Regions from separate parts of the Mus musculus genome. Here all the other regions are linked to region 6. The links are chromatin contacts, called in public Hi-C, HiChIP or PLAC-seq, Micro-C and promoter capture Hi-C maps. All regions are on one chromosome and are shown on one strand. The core of a region is the stretch at or near the end of the contact, and the rest is flanking DNA. Distances in the headings are between cores, read along the strand shown. Region 1 overlaps Arhgap27 (Rho GTPase activating protein 27). Region 2 holds the start of Crhr1 (corticotropin releasing hormone receptor 1). Region 3 has its middle 26 kb from the start of Crhr1. Region 4 holds the start of Nsf (N-ethylmaleimide sensitive fusion protein). Region 5 holds the start of Arhgap27 (Rho GTPase activating protein 27). Region 6 holds the start of Rprml (reprimo-like).

Region 1 (3,246 bases), core at 601-3,100, 320 kb after region 6:
GTCTAATGGGATGGAGACAGTTGAGGAACTGAGAGGAGGCTAGAGGTGGCCAGGGTAAGAATGGGAGAGGATAGATAACCTTGCAGCTCCTGGAGGACTGTGCAGTCAGGGAAGGTGGAAGGTCTGATTGCTGGGACAGTAAACTGACAAGAGAAAAACAAGCTCTTCCTGGGGCGTCTCGAGGCCAGAGCTGGTCGGGAGAGGCCCCAGTCCGCCCCAGGCCTTGCTTCTCTGAGGTTGTCTGATTGCCAGTCTGCAGACCTGCTCCAAGGGGAGGAAGGTGAGCCCAGCAGTGCTGATTTCGGGTCCAGTGAGCGCCTCGGAAGCTGGCGGGAGGAGGATGTACGGCAGAACGCAGGTGTGCGATGGGATCAGGTGGGAAGGCGACCAGAAGACTCCCCCGCTGGGGGACGGGAAGTGATGCCCTGGTTAGAGTCTAGGGCCATTACTGCCACCTGCTGACTGAGTTCGGTCTGTGACAGCCTCACCCTCGCTCAGCCCCGGAGGCCTGGAAAGCGACTTGAGCAGAGTCCGGCACAAGCTCCGTAAATTCCTACAGAGACGACCCACTCTGCAGTCTTTGCGGGACAAGGGCTACATCAAAGGTACCTGCAGTTCGCCGGGATCCGGGCTCAGGTGGCGCGGGGCAGGGCAGCGCTGACCAACCTCTCCCCCAGACCAGGTGTTTGGATGCGCGCTGGCTCAACTGTGTGAGCGCGAGAGGAGCCCTGTGCCACGCTTCGTGCAGCAATGCATCCGCACCGTCGAGGCCCGGGGTATGTATGCATGCGCAGACAAGGCAGCGCCTCACGACCGGCTTTTAGGGAGCTAAGGGTGGAGACCCCCCCCCCCTGGGTGAGCACAGGGTCAAGAAGAAGGAGCCGGAAAAACTCCGAGTATGAAAACCCTGAGTAGAAATCGTCAGGTGCCCCAGTCCTTCCAGGGTCAGCCATTTCCTTTCCCGCAGGGCTGGATATTGATGGGCTGTACCGCATCAGTGGGAACCTGGCTACCATCCAGAAGCTGCGCTATAAGGTGGATCACGGTGAGGCCTTTTTCCAGTCCCTGCCCTGGGGCCTGGAGGAATGTGGGGGTGCTGACTGCCTCTCAATCCCCTGGGCCCTTCCCTGCGGCAGATGAACGCTTGGACTTGGACGACGGGCGCTGGGAAGACGTCCACGTGATCACGGGTGCCCTGAAGCTCTTCTTCCGAGAGCTGCCGGAACCTCTCTTCCCCTTCTCGCACTTCCACCAGTTCATAGCAGCCATTAGTGAGTGGCTTGGGAAAAGGAGGGATGGGGAGGCTGGCCCGCTTTCGTTACAGCCAGCAGACCATCTCTGGTCCCTTCTTTCACTCAGAGCTGCAGGACCCAGCCCAGCGCAGCCGCTGCGTGCGTGACCTGGTGCGCACGCTGCCAGCTCCCAACCAGGACACGCTCCGACTGCTCATCCAGCATCTCTGCCGGTGAGCGAGCCGTATTTCCTGGGGCAAAAGAGGAGGGCTAGTCGTGGCTGGAGCCCATGTTGAGAGACTCCCCAATCTCTAACCTCTTAATCCCACCAATCCCACTGCAGGGTCATCGAGCATGGCGAGCAGAACCGTATGACTGTGCAGAATGTGGCCATAGTGTTCGGACCCACGCTGCTGCGGCCAGAGATGGAGGAGGCCAGCATGCCCATGACCATGGTGTTCCAGAACCAGGTGGTGGAGCTCATCCTACATCAGTGCGCGGACATCTTCCCACCGCACTGACTGTGGACCGTGGGTTAGCTGGAGGCCGTGAGGCTGGACCTCCTCTGAGGCTCTCCGCTTCCCACCCCCGCTGCACTGTGACTTCAACGCCCTTCCATTCAGAGGGTACAGTGACCCCTGGTGGGCAGTTCATGAAATGTGATTTCTCCCTCTCGCGTCCCCATTAGGGCCATTTCCCTAATTACAGCGCCGCCTATTGTGTGGATGTGAGAACGTGCCTGGTGGAGGGAAATGAATGTCTTTCTAGTTCCACCACCACCACCCACCCACAGCTGGGAGAGGGGATTTTGGTGAGGGCGTTCTGGTTTCCTTAAGCCTGTACCTGTCCAGGCCTTGGTGGAGACCCTGTAGGCCCCATGCTACGCAAGAGGTCATGAAGCAGCTACTGACATTGTCTCTGCTGCCAGGGGAGGACTGACCCTGGCTGCCAGCCCAGGCCACTGACTGCCTCCCTCAGCCTTCTGCTCCAGTGCCACCCTGATGCAGGCCTCCTGAGAACTTTTCCGATGCTTCCCTCTCTCCTTGGGCCACACCCGCTCTCTACAGACGTTCTTCATACTAACCACATACCAAACCTGGCAATCTGGGGCTTGCAGAAGTCACAGTACTTCAGGGGTCCATAGGTGATCTGATTCCCTGCAAAGGCTATCCCCACAGCAAGCCCAGCTTCTAGAAGAGGGAGTCACGCCCCTGCCCCACTGCAGCACAGCCTGTAGGTAGACCAGAGTAAATGCTGGAGCACTTCGTGTAGGTTAGAGGTTGGGGGCCCCCCGAAGGCAGCAGGGAACCTACCACAGCTGTTTGGGGGGGCAGCATGAATAGAAGCCTCCAGCTGCTGTCTACACCCTGGCTGGGTGCCTACCTAAAGCCCCCAACCACTGTCTACATCCTGGCTGGCTGGATGCCTACCTGGTACCCACTTGCCATGCAGAGGCCTGTCCGGGAGGTCACAGCCTTAGGCAAACAGTTGAACCTGTGTCAACTGCCCGCTTCCTCCCTCGTGCACCTCAATCTATGGATCTGAGCCCCCAGCTCCACCCACCCCCACTGACTCAACAAACAATAATAGCTAATATTTATTGAGCATTCAGACTATGCCAGCCTTTCCCACAGGCTTCTCCCTTGGTTTCATGCAGTCCATATTTATTGTGGGTCCTCATGTGCCTGGCACTGTGCCCTGGGGCAGGGGTTCTACGCATGCGTTCTGGAGCTTGGGGCTCCCAGTGAGTACGGCTGATGCAAGCCCAGCCCTGATGGTAGCAGGGCGCAGAAGAGAACAAATAGAGGCCTCTTGCTGTACACCTATATATTTAAAGTCCTAAGGCAAGCTAATGACTAACTGTTAAATAAAATGTTTATTCTCCTACTTTGGCGAATGTACTCTGGTAGTAGCCTGGAAGACTGGATTCTAGCTTAAACACCTTGGACTCTCAGCAGAGCGTTGTAGGATGTGGAAAGCTACTCTGAACCTCAGCCTGCCTCAGTGTACAGCT
Region 2 (3,160 bases), core at 286-2,785, 480 kb before region 6:
GCTGCTTATCTATACAACCTCCAAGAGTCTCCCTAACTTCTTTGTAGAAGACTTTGGTCACCCCAAAAATAATCTCTGGCTCCAGCCCTTAGGTTCACTGAGACTCCCTTAGATTTGAAGACAACCTTTGAGTATGTGGAGAGGGGGGACATTTTAAACGCGTGGTGGTTTAACTCAAATGCTTTTCGAACAAGTAAAAGCAGTCGGCTTAATAACTGACGGAAAAATCAAAGCCAGTCAATTCGCACTGCTCCTCCCAACCACTTAGATCTTTTGAACGCAATCGCCTTTCCTGGCCACAGTTAACCCGGTGCTTCGGCTTGTGGTTCAGGAGGTCCATGTCAGCCCTGAGCGGTCCGGAGACCCAGGCATGGCAATTGGGGCTGCCGGGCGGCAGCGCCAGGCCCACTCACCTTCTCCAGCACCAGGGCTGAGGTGCTGGTACCCAGTGAGCGCGCGCGCTCCGGGACGCGCCGGCGAAGTGGCGCCTGTCCTTAGGCTGCGGGCCTGGCTGCGAAGCACCTAGCTCTTCCCGGGCTCTGTCCACCCCCGCGCAGCCCCAGATCGCCCCCAACTTTAGCCAGTAGGCACTGTAAACGCCTTCTGAAGACTTTCTGAAACTCCGCTTCTCCAGCCCGGTGGCAGGAGCGAGCCCAGTGAGAGAATGCGTTGCGCTCCGGGGGGCTGTGGCACCCCGGAGGATCGGCCGGACACTGGGGTGCGCGCACCATCGCCTCTCAGAGATGCTAAGTCGATGAAGGGCCGCGACTCGCGGGCCGCATCTATCTCCGGAATCTGAAGCTTTCTACGGAGGAAAACCGGCAGGAAAGAGCGCCTGAGACCGGGACAGGGCCGGCTCGGAGGGTGTCCAGCAGGGACAGGATCCCATCCAGAGCCTTAAGGGGGATGGCGCTTCGGCCCCAAAGATTGCAGCGATTCTTCGCGCAAAGCCGGTTCTTCGAGTGGGCGGACCCCCTCCTCCTCTGGCGCCGCAGCGGTTTCACCATCACCCATTCTTTTTCCACCAGAGTTGTCCCTCTGTCTCCGAAGCCCGGCTTTAGAGGTCCAGGTAGAGGACGTCAGGTTGAACCCCAACCTCCCGGGTGGCGCCGGGTTCCCCGATCCTCTCCTCCGGCACCCCTGCCCACGCCTGTCCCGCGCTCGTTCGGCCCGGAGCGCCTCTGATTACCCGGAGGTCGGTCCTCTCTTACCTTCACGAGCCGGAGCTGCGGGCGCTGTCCCATCCTCGGGCTCGCTCTGTCAGCGTCCTGGATGCCAGGATCGCTCCGACATCCCAGAGCGAAGAGCGGGCGGCTGCGGTCTCCGTTGGGCGGCCAGTCTCCCGGGTCGCTGAGCTGCTCCCAGGCGCCCGGCTTCGCACCCTCCCGCCCCGCCCCACCGGCAGGCTCTGGCTCGCCCTGCGCGAGCAAGTCTGGTCGCCTTCTCCCCACTCAGCTGGGCCCACAGCTACCTCTCTCCTGCCTGGATCCCGCCTAGCCCGGTCGCCTCCCCCACGGTCCGCCTGCCTCTCGCCTCTGCTCCCCGCCCCCTCGCCTCGTGTCCCCTCCTCTTTCTCCCTCCGCTCCCCTCCTGTCCCTCCTCCGCTCCTCGCCCCTCCGCTGGCTGCAGGCTCCGGTCTCCTCGGTCCACTGCCCAACCCCGGCCCGGATCCCCGCACCCTGGCCGTGCTGAACCCCCTCTCCCCGCACCCCGGCTTGCGGCAGTGCGCGGGGCGCACAGGCGGCGGCGGCTGCCACCGCAGCTAGGGAAAAACCGGGGATCCGGGAGGCGGCTGCTGGAGAGCAGGCAGCCTTTCTTCTCTAGCCTCCTGTGAGGCTGGATGTCCGGACCAAAAGAGTCCGGGGGATCCCGGGGTACTTGTGGGGCTCGGGGGGCGGGATTTAGAAGGCTAGTAGGCGCTGGGGAATAGGGCGATTTCCACAAAACTCAGCCTGCGTGGAAAAAGAAGCTGAGAACTACATTTGGGTGGTTCCCGCCCTGCAGCCATCCAGGAGGTTCACCTCCGCCCCCAATTTAGTGGGGAGGGGAGGCCGGGCCCGAATCCCCCTCCCGATCCGCGCGCCTTTGGCCTAAACACACCTAGGATGTGCTGGGACACTGATGCTCTGCGGCGGGAACCCTTCCTTTTTGAATCCTTCGTTCGTTCGTTCACTCATTCATTCATTCGTTTTTGGAACTGAACGTCTGTCTTTTTGGTCCAGGCCCCAAGATAAGTGGTGACAGCGGACTGGGCACCTAGTCTGTAAGGAGGGGAAAGCAGGGCGCGCATTGCGCCGCAACGCTGTGGACGCAGCTGGGAATCCAGCCCGAAGGGCGTGGAGGGGGCCACAGCGCCCCCTCTTGGCCAAGCTCTCGGGGCTGGAGCGGGCTGTCCCGCCAGACCTCCGGGTCTTCGTCTAGGTTGGCTTTCTAATTCCACTTCCAGCCTTAAAACCAGCTCTCGCCACCTTCAGGCCAGTTAGGTGGATTGTTCTTTTGATTTCCTTCCCCCATCCCCCTTTCCTTCCCCAGCGAGAGATAGAGAAGGAGAAAAGGAGTGTCGGGGTAGAAACATCTTCACCTCTCAGGTCCGGGTCTCCATCTTGAGTACACAGAAGCACAAAGAGAGAGGCAAGGTCCTAGTGGGGGAACCAGCTTATTTTAAAATGTAGCGGAGCTTGGCGACTCTGGACACTACTTTGTGCAACTCCCCTTCCTTACATTGTGTTCTCAGCACACTGGACAAGATCCACAGCTTAGAGGCCCAGGCAATAGTCATTTTGGAGCTGGAGTTGCTGTAGGTCATGTGACAGTTTACTAGTGAGGAAACTGAGGCACAGGGGAGCGTGGATTGTCCAAATCCCCACAGTTGGCACCCTCCTTCCTAATTCCCAACTCAGTGTCCCTGGCGGTCTTGGCTCGGATGGGGTAGGGGTGCAGAGTCGGGCGGATCATTGATTAAACCCACTGGTCACATTGGCTTAGCCATTGTGCATGCACAGTTCAGTGAAGCAAAGTCCTGAAGTCTTCAGTTCAAAGCAGTGACTCACATCAGTCAGCCCCAGAGAGATGGATGTCTGGACATACTAACCAGACTGCCGACTTAGAGTACCCGCTGTTACCAGCAAAAGGGAAATGCAGAGTGACCAGGTAGCCTACT
Region 3 (2,992 bases), core at 343-2,842, 460 kb before region 6:
AGAGTCAGGGATGGAAGACCGCAGAGGAGCACTGCAGTTCCCCCAGGAAACCTCCTCAACCCAACAGTTCCTCTCTTTATCTATCCTCTAACAGAAAACGTTCTCAGACTTGCTGCAAACCTGCAGAGTCAGACTTTCCTTTGTAAAACATTGAGTTGCACGTGTAGTTATATACGTAAGCATGTGTGCACGGATGCGCACACAGGTGCATGTCACAGCCTGTGTCTGAAGGTCAGAGGACAGCTTAGGGCTGTGGTTCTTGTTCCTGGGGAGGGGACTTGGGTTGTCAGGATTGGTGGTAAGTGTCTTTTTGCACTGTGCAGTATTGCAGGCCCAGGACCAGAAATGATAGCGAAGAGGAACCTGAAATCTCTTGAAGGATCCAATGTGATCATCCAGGCCTTGGGATCCACTCATTTACACACAGTGGAGAGAGCCTGTTGCGTATTCAGCCCTGAGCTCACATTTCTGAGCAGCCTTCGCTGAGTGAGTTAGCCTCTCTGACCCGCATACTGGCATCTGTCTTGAGACAGTGAGATTTACTTTGGTGCACAGTCAGCATTTAGCATAGTGTCAGGCATATCCAGACCCCAACGAACAGGGAGCTGACCTGCAGCGATCGCTACATCATTAATTATTAGCATTATCACTGTGCGCTTTGGCACAGCCCACTCCGAGGACTGCAGCTCTGTGGGGTTTGTTTCTGGCCTCTGGTTCCGAAACTGGGCACTGGAAGAGGGTGTCTCAAGTTGAAAGTCAGCTAGATAAAAGGCAGCAATGGGGCTATTTGCTGGATGCTGGGCTCAGTGAGAGTCAAAGCTCTGGGGAAACCAGTGAGATGAAAGCAGATCTGAGCGCCGTAATAACATTACCCAGACACAGCAGCATCTGCTAAACTCTCTTGCTCACTCCCCCCAGGAGACTCCAGACACAGACACTCCAAAGAGGCTGCAAAAAGCCTTGGGACAAGGAAGGCACCATGGGGAGGGGCCAACATGACATGCAGCTGGTGTCCCTTTAGAGCCACTCCTGAGCAGGTCCTGGGGAGAAGCTACATCTATCTCAGTGAGTGTCAGGACTTGGTGCCAATGTGGTCTCCTTCTAGGTGGGCTCAGGGCTTCCCTGAATATCCCTGTCTCTCAGGCAGCTCCCAGCCCTGCTGTGACCTGCTGTTCATGTGCAGAGAACAGTGACATAGGCACCCCATCCTGCTCTCAATCCTGCATAAGCCACACTTCAGTCTTTCCTGTTCCTCAAAGCCACCAGAAGACTCTGACCCCAGGGCCTTTGCACTAACTGCTCAGTCTTCAGATCTTCGAATTCCCCTGTCCAAAGAAAACCACTTGACTGGCCTCTCTCCTCCAAACCTACCTGTGTCTTCTATAGCATATACGCAACGTGGAACCATCTTGCTGATTCACAATTAACTCCCTCATTACCTGCCTCCTCTGGCAGGAACGTAGCTCCCATGCAGGCATGACTATCTGTGTCATTTACCCTCTTATCTCTTGAACCCAGCATAGCTTCCAGTGCCAATGAGAGCTCCATGCAGACTGTTGAATTTTAATTTTCTCCTCATCTTGAGCCTTAGCAGCTGGCACAGTGCCAGGAACCCGAGCGCTGCTTAAAGCATGCTGCTTAGTGAATAAATTATACCCTCCAGCCCCTTCAGAACTGGCTCCTTCCCAGGAAACCTTCACTACAGTCTTAGAGCTAGAACCTGGCTTATTTGACAACATTTATTGAACAGCTATTTAGTTCCAGTTTCTAAGCTGGGTTCAGGGGCTGCTGTGGGGTTTGTTTCTGGCCTCAGTTAGAGGAGGGGAGGATTTCTCAGCAAGGTTAGAGGAGGGGTTCCCATGGAGGTATTATGCTCACGGAACTTCTATCCTTCATCTCAAGCCTTCTCTTAGATCCTGGGGTGTTGTAGCATGCCCAGCAATGTGGTTCAAAGTGTGGGTTTTATAGGTTTGTTGCCTGGCTTTGGTTGTTGGAGGAGGAGGTGGAGAAAATCGCTCTACTCAGGCAGGATCAAAGCTGGGGTTCAGACAACACCTCTCTCCAGCCTTGTCCCTCTGCTTCCGCCCACCTGCCATCCAGACAGCCCATAATCAGACTCCTTCATTATGAAGACTGATGTGGCCCAGACAGGGATCTGAGCGCGCTGGCTACAGCTGACTTTAATGGGGGAGGGGAGTGGTAGCACTCACAGAAACCAGAGTGACAGGGTTCTGCCTCTGTGCCTATCAGTTAGGCTGAAGCCAAAGATTCCTAGGAGAACCTGGTAGGTGGGACAACCAGCCAAATTAGCTGTCTAGAGCCCCAAGGGTGGGCTTTGAAGCATGAGAAGCAATCCCAGAAACGAGGCCAGGCCAGGAGGCCAGGAGGAAGAAGGAAGGGGCCAGAAAAGATGAGAGCTTTCTCTACCCAACAAGGGAGTCCTAGAAGTGTCCAGTGTAGGACTCCAGCTGTGGCGTGCTGAGGAGCCAGAAGGAATCCTAAATACAAGTTATGGCTTCTAAAATACTGCTCTCCAACTGTGGGGATCAACCCTGCTCCAGATCTCCAGGACACAGCCAATCCCCCCCTTGTGCTCACTAAAGCTGACTCTTCCTGTCCCAGGGCCAGCACACTCCTGACAACTGGAGTGTCAGCTTGTGGGGACGGCTAACTCGCCTAAGCTCGGAGTCCCCTTCTGTTTCTGTTCTCCCAGCGCACTGGCCAGCAGCCTCTGAGGACAGGGAGAAAGAAGGCTACTGCCTGCAAATGAGAAATCTCTTTCCAGAAAGTGAGGCAGGATCCCTAGGAGTTTTGTGGTCGGCAGGCCAGCTCCTCCCATTCAAGGAACTCAGGCACAGAGAATGTGTCACCTGCCTAAGGGTAGTATCAGAATCTGGGTTTTCTAGAAGCATCCACAAAAGGCCGGGCAGTGCCCAGTTCTCAGCAGGGCTTCAGGTATACCAGCTGCATAACTGAGTGGCTCAGCGGGCGA
Region 4 (2,886 bases), core at 18-2,517, 300 kb before region 6:
TAACTCTTGAGCAAATATAATTTTTGCTTAGTTCTGAGTCCTTTCTTAGAGACACTCATTACAGTGAAGATATTGATAGTGTGAATGGTTCTGACTTACTGACTTACCAGTTACTAAAAACTGGTCCCTATCTTGACCACCCTAGCATAGGAAATACCCCTGTAGCTCCCTTTTATCCCTGTCGGTGTGTACACCCTTTTGTTTGCTGTTCCCTGGGCCTGCTGAGTGCTTCTCAGGACTGATTAGGCTGCACCCCCTACCCCTAGTATCTCCCTTTTAGAGTATTTCAAGGTCTTCAGGTTTGCTCCCAGGAAGAGGTACCCATTCCATCCCAGAGACTTTCCTCTAAGAGGGTTCCTCCAACTTTACTTTTCCTTTTAGGGAGTAATCTTATTGAATATCTCATGTATTCTCATAGATATCATGTCTTATTTTTACATGTTGCATACATTTTAAATGACATTATATATTTGTAAGGGGACCCAAGAGTACTTTAGAGAAAAGTGCTGAAGAGGACATAAGGGAACGGATATGAGGAGGCTATGTCAAACATTCCTCCTTAACCCTGAAGTCCTGCTACATGCTAAAAGTCTCACTTTCAGCCTTGGCAGGACAGGGTACACCTGTCTTGTTTCCTGTGTGAGACTTTTACTGCTGTGCTGCTTATAGAACTATCTTCTGGTATTTTGTCTTATCCAAATCATTTTAGTTTTTCTGTGGCATTGTTTTTTTTTTTTTCCTGAGGACTCAAAATAGAGTTTTGAACATGCAGAGGTGGATGGCGGAATACCAATGCACGTTAAAACAAACGAACAAACAAACACCTTAAAAAAGATAGAAGTTGTGCTTATAAATGAAAATATCGAACTATAAAGCTAGCGCATATATAATTATGATTCACTCTCAAAACAAGTGTGCCTGCAAAGAAAAGCTCGGATTCGAATAGAATCCGAATTCAGAACCAGCTTTTAGCTATTGCGCGCCCCCTCCACAGTCCCCTTTGGGGGAAAGGCCAGCAACCACGCGGGGTTTTCTCGGCGCATTCTGTTTTAAGAGGTCTGGAAGCAGAAAGCTAAAAGTCCATTAAAAGGCCACGTGGCCAGCTTTGTGAAAACCGGGTAGCAGTGAGGCGGCCAGCTTGTCTTCAGCCAAAATGGCGGTGCTCGGACTGCGCGCTCGCACGGGATGGGGAAGGGCGTCGGGGACGCGGCCGGGCGCGGGCGCGGCCTCCCGGCGGCTGCGCGCCTGCGCGAGGGCCGGCTGCCGGCGAGCACGCGCGCGGCGGAGGCGGGCTCAGCAGAGTGCGGAGCTGCAACCTGGGAGCCGGACGTGTCCGCGAAGATGGCGGGCCGGGTGAGTGGCGGCCGGGCAGCCCGGGCTCGCAGCGGATCGCCCGAGGTCGCGACTGCTGCGAGGTCCACGAGGGCTCCGGGGAAGGGGCGCGAGGCTGAGCACCCAGGAACGCTGAAGGAAGGGAGGTCAGAGCAACGCTGGAGGCGAGACAGTGTAGCTGCGGCAGGGGATTAGCTCTGCTCAGAAACTCTGTCCTCCCCGAGGGTTGTCTCTTCGTCCCCCGGGTCTCCAGTGCTTCCCTTGTCATCCCCTGGGGCTCGTTTCTCTCGTCCTTCAAGCATCTTGAGGGTAGTGGCCACTGGAGCCCCCCTCTGACGAGCGCTGTGTGCCCTCCACACTCCTCCGAGGGTTTCTGAGGTGGCACTGCCGGATAACCGCGGGGTGTAGTCTGCTGCAGTCAGGGCGAGGGTGTGGGAACCCATTTCTAGTTCTTCCTAAATGAATGTTATGAAAAGAGGAGGGGAGGTCTGCAAATTACTTTTACGGCTAACCTTAGACCATCTCCTGGGGAGAAACATATCAGCTGTGAAGCAGCAATGTCTTTCGTGCAGATGGACTTGGGGTGTCACGTTTTGTTTTTCTAAATGACAGTCGATTCGAATGCAGCAGGCTGTGTTGTAGTCTCAGGGATTTACATTTTACTTCCCCATTAAGCTCGTAGGACGGCGGGGTAGGATTGGGGTTGGCGAGGAGAGATGGGGCCAGGTCACTGCTGTTATTGCAGTAGGCATCAGAGCTAATATCGCTGATGGATGGATCCTGCCCAGAGATTGCCCTGTTCGAAACCTGGGGACATTAACTGCGTCATTACAGACTAACGTTGTGCTTGACTGATTCACTTACACCTGAATATTTGAATAAGTTTGCATACATGTATGCATATATGTAAATGTCCTGTCTAAAGAGAATTGTAGGTCATGAGATTCTAAAGTCCCAAAGAGACGGTAGAGGTCATCAGACTAGCTCCATCTTTTTCTCTTCCTTTTTTCATAATCCCCCTTTTATCTCAAGCTGACCCTTTTAACTATTTCAGGGTCTGTTTTTGCCTCCTCAGGAGCCCCTCTCCTGAATCATCAGCCCTTCTGGAATGCACTGGTCTCTTAAACCCTCCCTCTGCCCCCACAGACTTTTCCTCTAACCATTTTTTTTCCCCCAGTGGCAAAGTCTGGTGATTTTCTGTGTGTGTTGACTCTCATTTGCCTACCACCTGCTACCTCCTGGGCCCACCACAGTCGGACTGAAATGCATCCCTAAAATTCATGCCCATTTCCCAATCCTTGTTACACGTGATGTCTCAGAGCGTCTGACAGTGTTGCCCGTCTCCTCCTTAATGGAAGACATTCTTCCATGGCTTCAGTAATGCTGGGCTAATGTTTTGACTCATCTCTCTTTCGGAGTCACCTTCCTCCTCCCTGTCATTCAATTCCCACACTCTGTTTTATCTCCTCTCCTCAGCTAATCCCTTCTGAGCCAAAGCTACAACTGTCTGTATGCCTGAGGTGCTCAAGCTTTCATCCATCCTCTACAGAACTG
Region 5 (2,881 bases), core at 2-2,501, 290 kb after region 6:
TGCGGGCGCAGGTGGGTGCCTTTCTCTCTCTCTCTCTCTCTCTCTCTCTCTCTCTCTCTCTCTCTCTCTCTCTCTCAAACACACACACACACACACACCCTGTAAAAGCAGGACTCTGGGCATGGAGAGAGGCAAACAAGGAAACCGGGCCCTGGCACCTACACTCACGGATTAAAGACTCCAGAGGCCTGTCTACTGCTAGCCTTCCCCAGGAGCTCCAGGAGAAGCCCCCACCCCCACCAAACACCCCCACCCCCCACTGCCCCTGTTAGGACAAAAGAAGGAAACAGATTAATTCCTAGGGAAACCAGGTTGCAGAAAAATGGGACAGAAAAAGACAACATCCAGGGCTTCGTTTCCTGGCCTTGAGCGCCCTCAGCCAGTGGGTGGGTGCTCCTTGGCCATCTTTGAGGCAGGTTCTCAGGGCTCAGAGCAAAGGGAGAGGAACTGGATTTGGAGGTTGGGGGTGGCAGGCCCGGGGGAGGCGCCTGGCACTTGCGCTGCTGCTGCTGCTGTCTTTGGTTGTCTTTCCACCTTCAGCACAGTGCCTCTGAGGGCAGTTTCCCCTTTCCCCTGTCTAGAGGGGGATGGGCAAACTGGAGTTCTCATCCCCAGAAAGTGCCTCCTATAATGAAAGGAACAGGTTAATAAAATACATGCGCTCACCATCGTTGTGTTTAGTGTCTATTTCGTTTAACCGTCCCCACAAGCATGTAATGGGAGTAAATTGAGACTCATGGGTACTCCCATGTCTATACAGGCTAGCTTGTGGCACAGTTGGGCATCAGGTTGCTGTATGGACAAGGACCTGGCTGGCTGGCAGAGTGACTAGGGCAACTAGGAAAGGACAAAGGTAGAGTGGAGGGAAAGAGCTCACCCCTTCATTTTGTGCCTTCCCTAATGGATCCTAAGATACCCACCTCAGTGTGGACTTGTTAGTGGACAAAACTAGTCAAGTCAAAATATGGAAAAAGGAATTGGTGGAGGGCTGTCCAGCTGAACCCTTAGCCCTGCGACACTAGAGGAACATCGGCCTAGTGGGGGTGGGGGGCTCCCTTCTCTGCTCAGCGGCCCCTAATGGAGCATCTAGTTGAACCCCACTCTTTCTTGGAAGCCAGAGAAAATAAAAACTGGGTCTTGCCTTTGTCAGAAGTGTTCACAGGCACACCTCAGAGTGCTAAGGCTGCTTTCCCAAGAGGCAGGTAGTTTCCAAAATGGGAGGATCCCGCAACTGCACTTCGGCCGCCTGCAGAGTGGCCGGTGACTTCCTCCGACAAGGATGAGGGTCAGTGGGAGTCTAATCTGGTCAGAAGCTGAGAGAAACTGCCTCCCCCGCAGATCTCCATCCAGGCCCTGCCACCGCCTCCTCCCCGGAGACAGTCAGGTGTGGCCCAGGATCCTGGGGAAGAGGGGGGAGGGTGGCGTCTCTGCTCCTAGAGCGCTGGCCCGGCCCAGAGGGGACAGGAAGCCAGGACACCGGGGATTGTCTCTTGCAAGCACAGCCCAGTCCCGGCTTGGGAGGAAGTTCTGCCGAGCGCTCTCCGCCGGTTATATTGTTGAACAGGAAACAGGGCATCGCCGGAGCAGGGCTGTGGAGCAGGCAGCTCCGGACGCGGACCCCACGCGCGTCTGCCGGGACAAGTGGAAGCTAGGCCAGCGGGCGAAAGTTCTAAGGTGCCCGGGCCGGGCTGGACTGAGGGGGGAATGGCGTTGGGGAGGATGGCGCTGAGTATTGGGAGGGCGGGAAAGGTGCCCCCAGGTGGCCGTCCCCACCCTAGAGCCCCGCGCACCGCCTGCCCTTCTCGCTGCACTGGGGCTAGAGCAGTGCGAACCTGGAGGAGGGCCCGGAGGCCCAAACCCCGGGGAGGAGCTTTAGGTGTAGGGCTGCCTTCTGTCTGGGGGCGAGAGGTGAACCAGCCGAAGTCCCCCAGTGCTGACTTAGATATTGGTGACGCTATAGCTAGGGACGACCGGGAGCAGAAGATACAGGAGACCTACTGGCTAAGGGCGCCTTCCTCACCGCTCTCGCATCCCTCCCCTTCTCTTCGCTCACCCCAGATAATGGAAGGATCTGAGGCACAGGTCCTCTTGTCACACAACCGGAGACACAGCACTCCCCTGTCTGTGAGCGTCCCTGCAAAGGGACTCTAGTTTTTCCAGGCCCGGACAGGCTGCTCCCAGAGAGAGCCTCAGAGGGCGGAGGTGCTCCCGGAATGGGTAGTGCTCTTAATCTTGCTGTGAAGGGCTCACAGTTCGTGATTCAGGGAGCAAAAGGCCCCGCTCGGAATGTGCATGCCAGGACAAGACAGCCAACTCCGCCGGGCATTCCCAGAGCATCGCGCCCGCGGAACGCCAGGTCCTCTAGGACAACAAACCCCTCTGAGCGTTGAGGGGGTGGGGGGGAGCAGGGCCTACTGACTCTTGGGCTCTGCTCGCCTATCCATCAGCACCCCTTCCACTCAGCCCCTTCCCCATGCCTTTTTTTTTTTTCCTGGAGACCTCAAGGGCTCCAGCACAGACATTATGGCTTCTCCGCATCCTCTCAGACAAGCTGTATTGGGGACTAGGAACAGCCCTACTAAGTGTCGGTCTCCGCCTCTCCTCCCAGTGTCTCCTGTTTCGCGCTGTTTCTTCAGTCTCGGTCCTTGGAAGTCCCTCCCACAGATATGGTAGAGGCCTAGTCTGCTTCCCTCCGTCAGCCCCGCCCATGGGCAGCCTGAGATCCTCCCAGCTAACGTGAGTGCACGGTTGGGGTCCTGGGAAAGGGGGCGTAACCCAAGGGTACACACTTCTAGGATTCTGCTCGGCCAGCTCTGGTCTGCCATTTTACCATCTCTCGGGTCAGGATGCTCAGTGACTAAGTTTACACCCCTTCCATCAT
Region 6 (2,934 bases), core at 107-2,606:
AGAAAACAGTTCTTTGTAGGAAAAAGGAAACAAAAACACAAAAAAAGACAACAAAAACAACGTTTAAAAAAAAAACCCAAAAAGATAAAACAGTTCCTTTCTTTCTCCTCTTGGTCTGAGAACCAGGGAGCTTCAGAGCTATCTGCCCCATAGCTCCTTTAATGGACCAAACTGGGCAAGAAGTAGGTCACGGTCTCCTCCCTATACACACACACACACACAGACACACACACAGACACACACACACACACACACACACACACACACACACACACGGCACAGTTAGAATGTATAAGGAAGCCCGACGGCTATGGTTTTATTACAAAATTTCTTCTCAGACGCAATGCGAGATCAGATGCAAAATCTCAGCGATGCACCTCTTCCCTGAGCCCTCCTTGGAGCTGGCCCCCACCAACACGGCCGACATCCCCGCCATAGTTAACCTCAGCCCCGCATTGCGTCTCCCCATCCCTGTCTCCCACTCTGCCCCGAACTTCTCTTTGTAAAAAACCTGTGAAGAACCCTGCGTCCCCGGCCCCTGCTGGAGCGCACACAGGACGGAGTCTGGCATGACAGTCCCTTCGCGCACCGCCGCCGCTGAGTCCTATGGTGTCCAGACCCGGGTGGTGCGAGGTACTTCGTTGATCGCAGGCAGCGGCCAAAGCCTTGAGAAAGAGGCTCCGTAGTCTCTTCCTCGCGGTGCTTCAACTCTGGCAAGGGCGGCCGGCGCTCAGTATAGTCCCAGGATGGCGGCGCCCACGTCCTTGGAGGGCCTGCGCTCCTGCATCAGAAAGTTGATCATGCTCTCGGACTTGATGAGCAGGTTACAGCCCAGGAAGAAAACGCCGAAGACCACGGTGAGCGACAGCACGCAAAGCACGGCGATCTGCGCCACGCGCGACACCCACAGGCTGCGTTCGTCCGGCGCCAGTCCTGCGGGGACCCCGTCGCTGGCGGTCAGTGGTGCGCCGCCGGGGCAGCAGTCTAGCCACGTGCCCAGCCCGTGGCTGCGGTTTCCCAGGGTGGCTCGGGCGTCACCACCCACCTCTTCCAGGCCGCTGTGGTTCAGGAAGCTCACGTTCATGCCGGCGTGGTGCCTGGGGGGGGTCTGAGAACGCAGGCTAGGACGCGCCCGGGAGCTGGCGGCGTCCGCTCTGTCGGGGACGCCCGGGGGGTCCCTGGATTACCCTTGCGCCAGGAGGAGAGGAAGGCGGGAAGTCGCCCACGCGCGCTGCGGTTCTTGGTCCGCCTACCTCCCCAGCGGGAAACCGGCGGCCAGGAGCAGAGAGCAACAGGCGGCGCGCGAGCTTGAGAGAGCCAACAGTGCGTGGCAGTCGCCCACGGAGCTCCGAGACTGCCGTGCTGCCCCGCCCCTGGCAACCGCCGAGCTCCGCCCCGCCCCGCCCTTCCCCAACCCACTCGCGTCGCCCAAGCTGCGGGGACACGAACCCCTCCCAGCGTGCTGTCTGCGCAAAGCCCGCTGGACAGGGTCAGAGTGTTCAGGCAGCTCCTGCCCTCGGGCCAAGTAATCTTTGACTCACTCTAGGCTGTCTGTTTTGGGCCGAAAGCTGCCCCAAAGGTGCGGGTTCCCAGAACTGTGGATGGGGGCGGTCTGGAGCCTTTTTCATTCTGTTACATTCTGTGTGTGTGTGTGTGGGGGGTAGCTTTGGCCCACGGCATTGCCCACTCCAACGGGTGTGGCTCTGGGTGGCCTGACTGTGCCACATTGTCTCTGCTGGCCCCTCTCAGCTTTTCCCTGGCTGAAGGCTGTCACAGCTAAGAGCTCTTTGCCTCTTACCATGGCCCCATATGCCACCTCTTTTTAACATATTTATTAAAATTAAGTCATTTGGCGGAGTTTCTATTTTATTTATTTTATAGAAATAATCATTGTAGATCACTTAGCACGGATCAGCAAAAGTTGGGAAAAACCCTCTAAAACTGCAAAATCCTGCTGTCTGGGGTGGGCCAGTGTCCTTACCTAGGTACAACCTCCTCCTGGTTGTCTCTATTTGTGTCCGGGAATGCAGCGTCTTGCCTACTGTAGCGTACATGCTGTTTTGTACTGCAAGGATCTGGCTCAGACAGTCTGTGCTTTGCTTTTGGCACCAGAATTTCTTTAGAGAAATGCTCCTATATTCCTTTGCTCATTATTCTGCTCAGCTTAAGGCAGGGCGGGGGTGGGGGTGGGGCGGAGAGGTTTAATCTGCACTCGCAGCCCATGTCCTTGACTCTGTCCAGCTGTAGTCCAGCTGTCTGCTGCAAAAGGTAGAAGTAGAGAGTGAGTATGGGGACTTCAGGGAAACCCGGCTCCAGTGAGCATACTCAGTACACGTGGGGGCAAATGCCCTGCTCCATAAGCTCTCAATCTTTCCTTCCTGCCCCCCTTACCCTTCCATCACTCTGGGTAGATCCTGCTGGGTAACTTGGTGTGAAAGGAAGGTTGAGAGATGTTTGCCTTTGACCTGTAGTGTGAAGGTAGAGAGAGCGAGCTAGGACCCCTGGAAGCTAGCGAAGATCACCAAACTAAACACAAGCCTGGGCTCTTACCCGGCTCCCCCCTCCCCGCTCTTGCTGGGACAAGAGTCAGCCAATTGCCTATGTCCAGCTGCCTGAAGAGGGGCGGGGCAGGAAGCTTTGCGTAGAGGCAGGCAGGCCTGGGGGTGGGGTACAGAAAAGTATTCCTTGGGCTCAGCAGAAGGGAGGCATAGAGTAGTCTTAGTTTGTGGGGACGTATTGCTTTTCCTACCGTGTCCTTTGGGATTTAGGGACAAACTTAGGGATGCTGTCAGCTGCCTGCCAAGTTCAAGCCTGCTTGCTACAGGGACTGTGCTTAGCTTTCAGGTAGTATCAGGGTTTGATTTTTCACATACAGTCTGGCCATTGCCTCTGTAGACCTAGGCTCTCAGGCTCCTTCAGCTCAGAAATGGGCGT

What was found. Hi-C and Micro-C count contacts between places; a contact is called where the count stands out from the background. HiChIP or PLAC-seq counts read pairs in DNA pulled down with a chosen protein or histone mark. Capture Hi-C pulls out chosen DNA fragments and counts their contacts.
Region 1: a contact with region 6 is called in an H3K4me3 HiChIP or PLAC-seq map of forebrain, with 2.8 times the contacts expected there. The contact joins the enhancer-like site here to the promoter of Rprml in region 6. A contact is called at or near these places in 6 of 39 promoter capture datasets (the C10 cell line, the SN4741 cell line, cranial neural crest and 1 more), 5 of 484 Hi-C or Micro-C datasets (the AML12 cell line, embryonic stem cells, myocytes and 1 more), 5 of 115 datasets of contacts at active chromatin or transcription factors (embryonic basal ganglia, embryonic stem cells, forebrain and 1 more) and 1 of 9 other capture datasets (embryonic stem cells).
Region 2: a contact with region 6 is called in a Micro-C map of embryonic stem cells, with 2.1 times the contacts expected there. The contact joins the promoter of Crhr1 here to the promoter of Rprml in region 6. A contact is called at or near these places in 7 of 39 promoter capture datasets (cranial neural crest, embryonic stem cells, liver and 1 more), 4 of 484 Hi-C or Micro-C datasets (all in embryonic stem cells), 1 of 115 datasets of contacts at active chromatin or transcription factors (stem cell-derived neural progenitor cells) and 2 of 9 other capture datasets (adipose tissue and embryonic stem cells).
Region 3: a contact with region 6 is called in a Hi-C map of the N1E-115 cell line, with 3 times the contacts expected there. The contact joins the enhancer-like site here to the promoter of Rprml in region 6. A contact is called at or near these places in 2 of 39 promoter capture datasets (liver and stem cell-derived epiblast-like cells), 1 of 484 Hi-C or Micro-C datasets (the N1E-115 cell line) and 1 of 9 other capture datasets (liver).
Region 4: a contact with region 6 is called in a promoter capture Hi-C map of pancreatic islet. The contact joins the promoter of Nsf here to the promoter of Rprml in region 6. A contact is called at or near these places in 11 of 39 promoter capture datasets (the 3T3-L1 cell line, cranial neural crest, embryonic stem cells and 6 more), 4 of 115 datasets of contacts at active chromatin or transcription factors (craniofacial prominence, embryonic basal ganglia, embryonic stem cells and 1 more) and 2 of 9 other capture datasets (macrophages and pancreatic islet).
Region 5: a contact with region 6 is called in an H3K27ac HiChIP or PLAC-seq map of epiblast stem cells, with 5 times the contacts expected there. The contact joins the promoter of Arhgap27 here to the promoter of Rprml in region 6. A contact is called at or near these places in 10 of 39 promoter capture datasets (the 3T3-L1 cell line, the SN4741 cell line, cranial neural crest and 5 more), 7 of 484 Hi-C or Micro-C datasets (cerebral cortex, embryonic fibroblasts, embryonic stem cells and 2 more), 13 of 115 datasets of contacts at active chromatin or transcription factors (bone marrow-derived macrophages, embryonic basal ganglia, embryonic forebrain and 9 more) and 1 of 9 other capture datasets (adipose tissue).

Annotation. Positions count from the first base shown.
Region 1 is chr11:103,331,370-103,334,615 of GRCm38.p6, reverse strand. Arhgap27 (Rho GTPase activating protein 27) reads left to right here. Exons shown (of 18, transcript NM_001205236.1): 12 at 253-358; 13 at 483-605; 14 at 678-776; 15 at 968-1,045; 16 at 1,137-1,271; 17 at 1,360-1,465; 18 at 1,576-3,132. The coding sequence ends at 1,753. Among named protein-coding and RNA genes, the nearest start is that of Arhgap27os3, 12 kb to the left of the region's middle. Within about 2 kb of position 1,850, at least 33 of the 459 cell types and tissues checked have an H3K27ac peak or open chromatin away from gene starts, as enhancers often do. A contact at or near this core is called in forebrain and trophoblast stem cells, where this site is marked.
Region 2 is chr11:104,131,156-104,134,315 of GRCm38.p6, reverse strand. Crhr1 (corticotropin releasing hormone receptor 1) reads right to left here and starts at 1,535. Exons shown (of 13, transcript NM_007762.5): 1 at 1,212-1,535. The coding sequence starts at 1,244.
Region 3 is chr11:104,105,106-104,108,097 of GRCm38.p6, reverse strand. No RefSeq gene overlaps it. Among named protein-coding and RNA genes, the nearest start is that of Crhr1, 26 kb to the left of the region's middle. Within about 2 kb of position 1,592, at least 19 of the 459 cell types and tissues checked have an H3K27ac peak or open chromatin away from gene starts, as enhancers often do. A contact at or near this core is called in the N1E-115 cell line, where this site is marked.
Region 4 is chr11:103,952,437-103,955,322 of GRCm38.p6, reverse strand. It overlaps Nsf (N-ethylmaleimide sensitive fusion protein), which reads left to right and starts at 1,267. Exons shown (of 21, transcript NM_008740.4): 1 at 1,267-1,353. The coding sequence starts at 1,342.
Region 5 is chr11:103,362,062-103,364,942 of GRCm38.p6, reverse strand. It overlaps Arhgap27 (Rho GTPase activating protein 27), which reads left to right and starts at 1,251. Exons shown (of 18, transcript NM_001205236.1): 1 at 1,251-1,674; 2 at 2,609-2,736. Plekhm1 (pleckstrin homology domain containing, family M (with RUN domain) member 1) reads left to right here. Exons shown (of 12, transcript NM_183034.2): 12 at 1-668.
Region 6 is chr11:103,647,931-103,650,864 of GRCm38.p6, reverse strand. It overlaps Rprml (reprimo-like), which reads right to left and starts at 1,356. Exons shown (of 1, transcript NM_001033212.2): 1 at 285-1,356. The coding sequence starts at 1,084. The coding sequence ends at 731. 1700072I22Rik (RIKEN cDNA 1700072I22 gene) reads right to left here. Exons shown (of 2, transcript NR_131143.1): 2 at 1,852-2,259.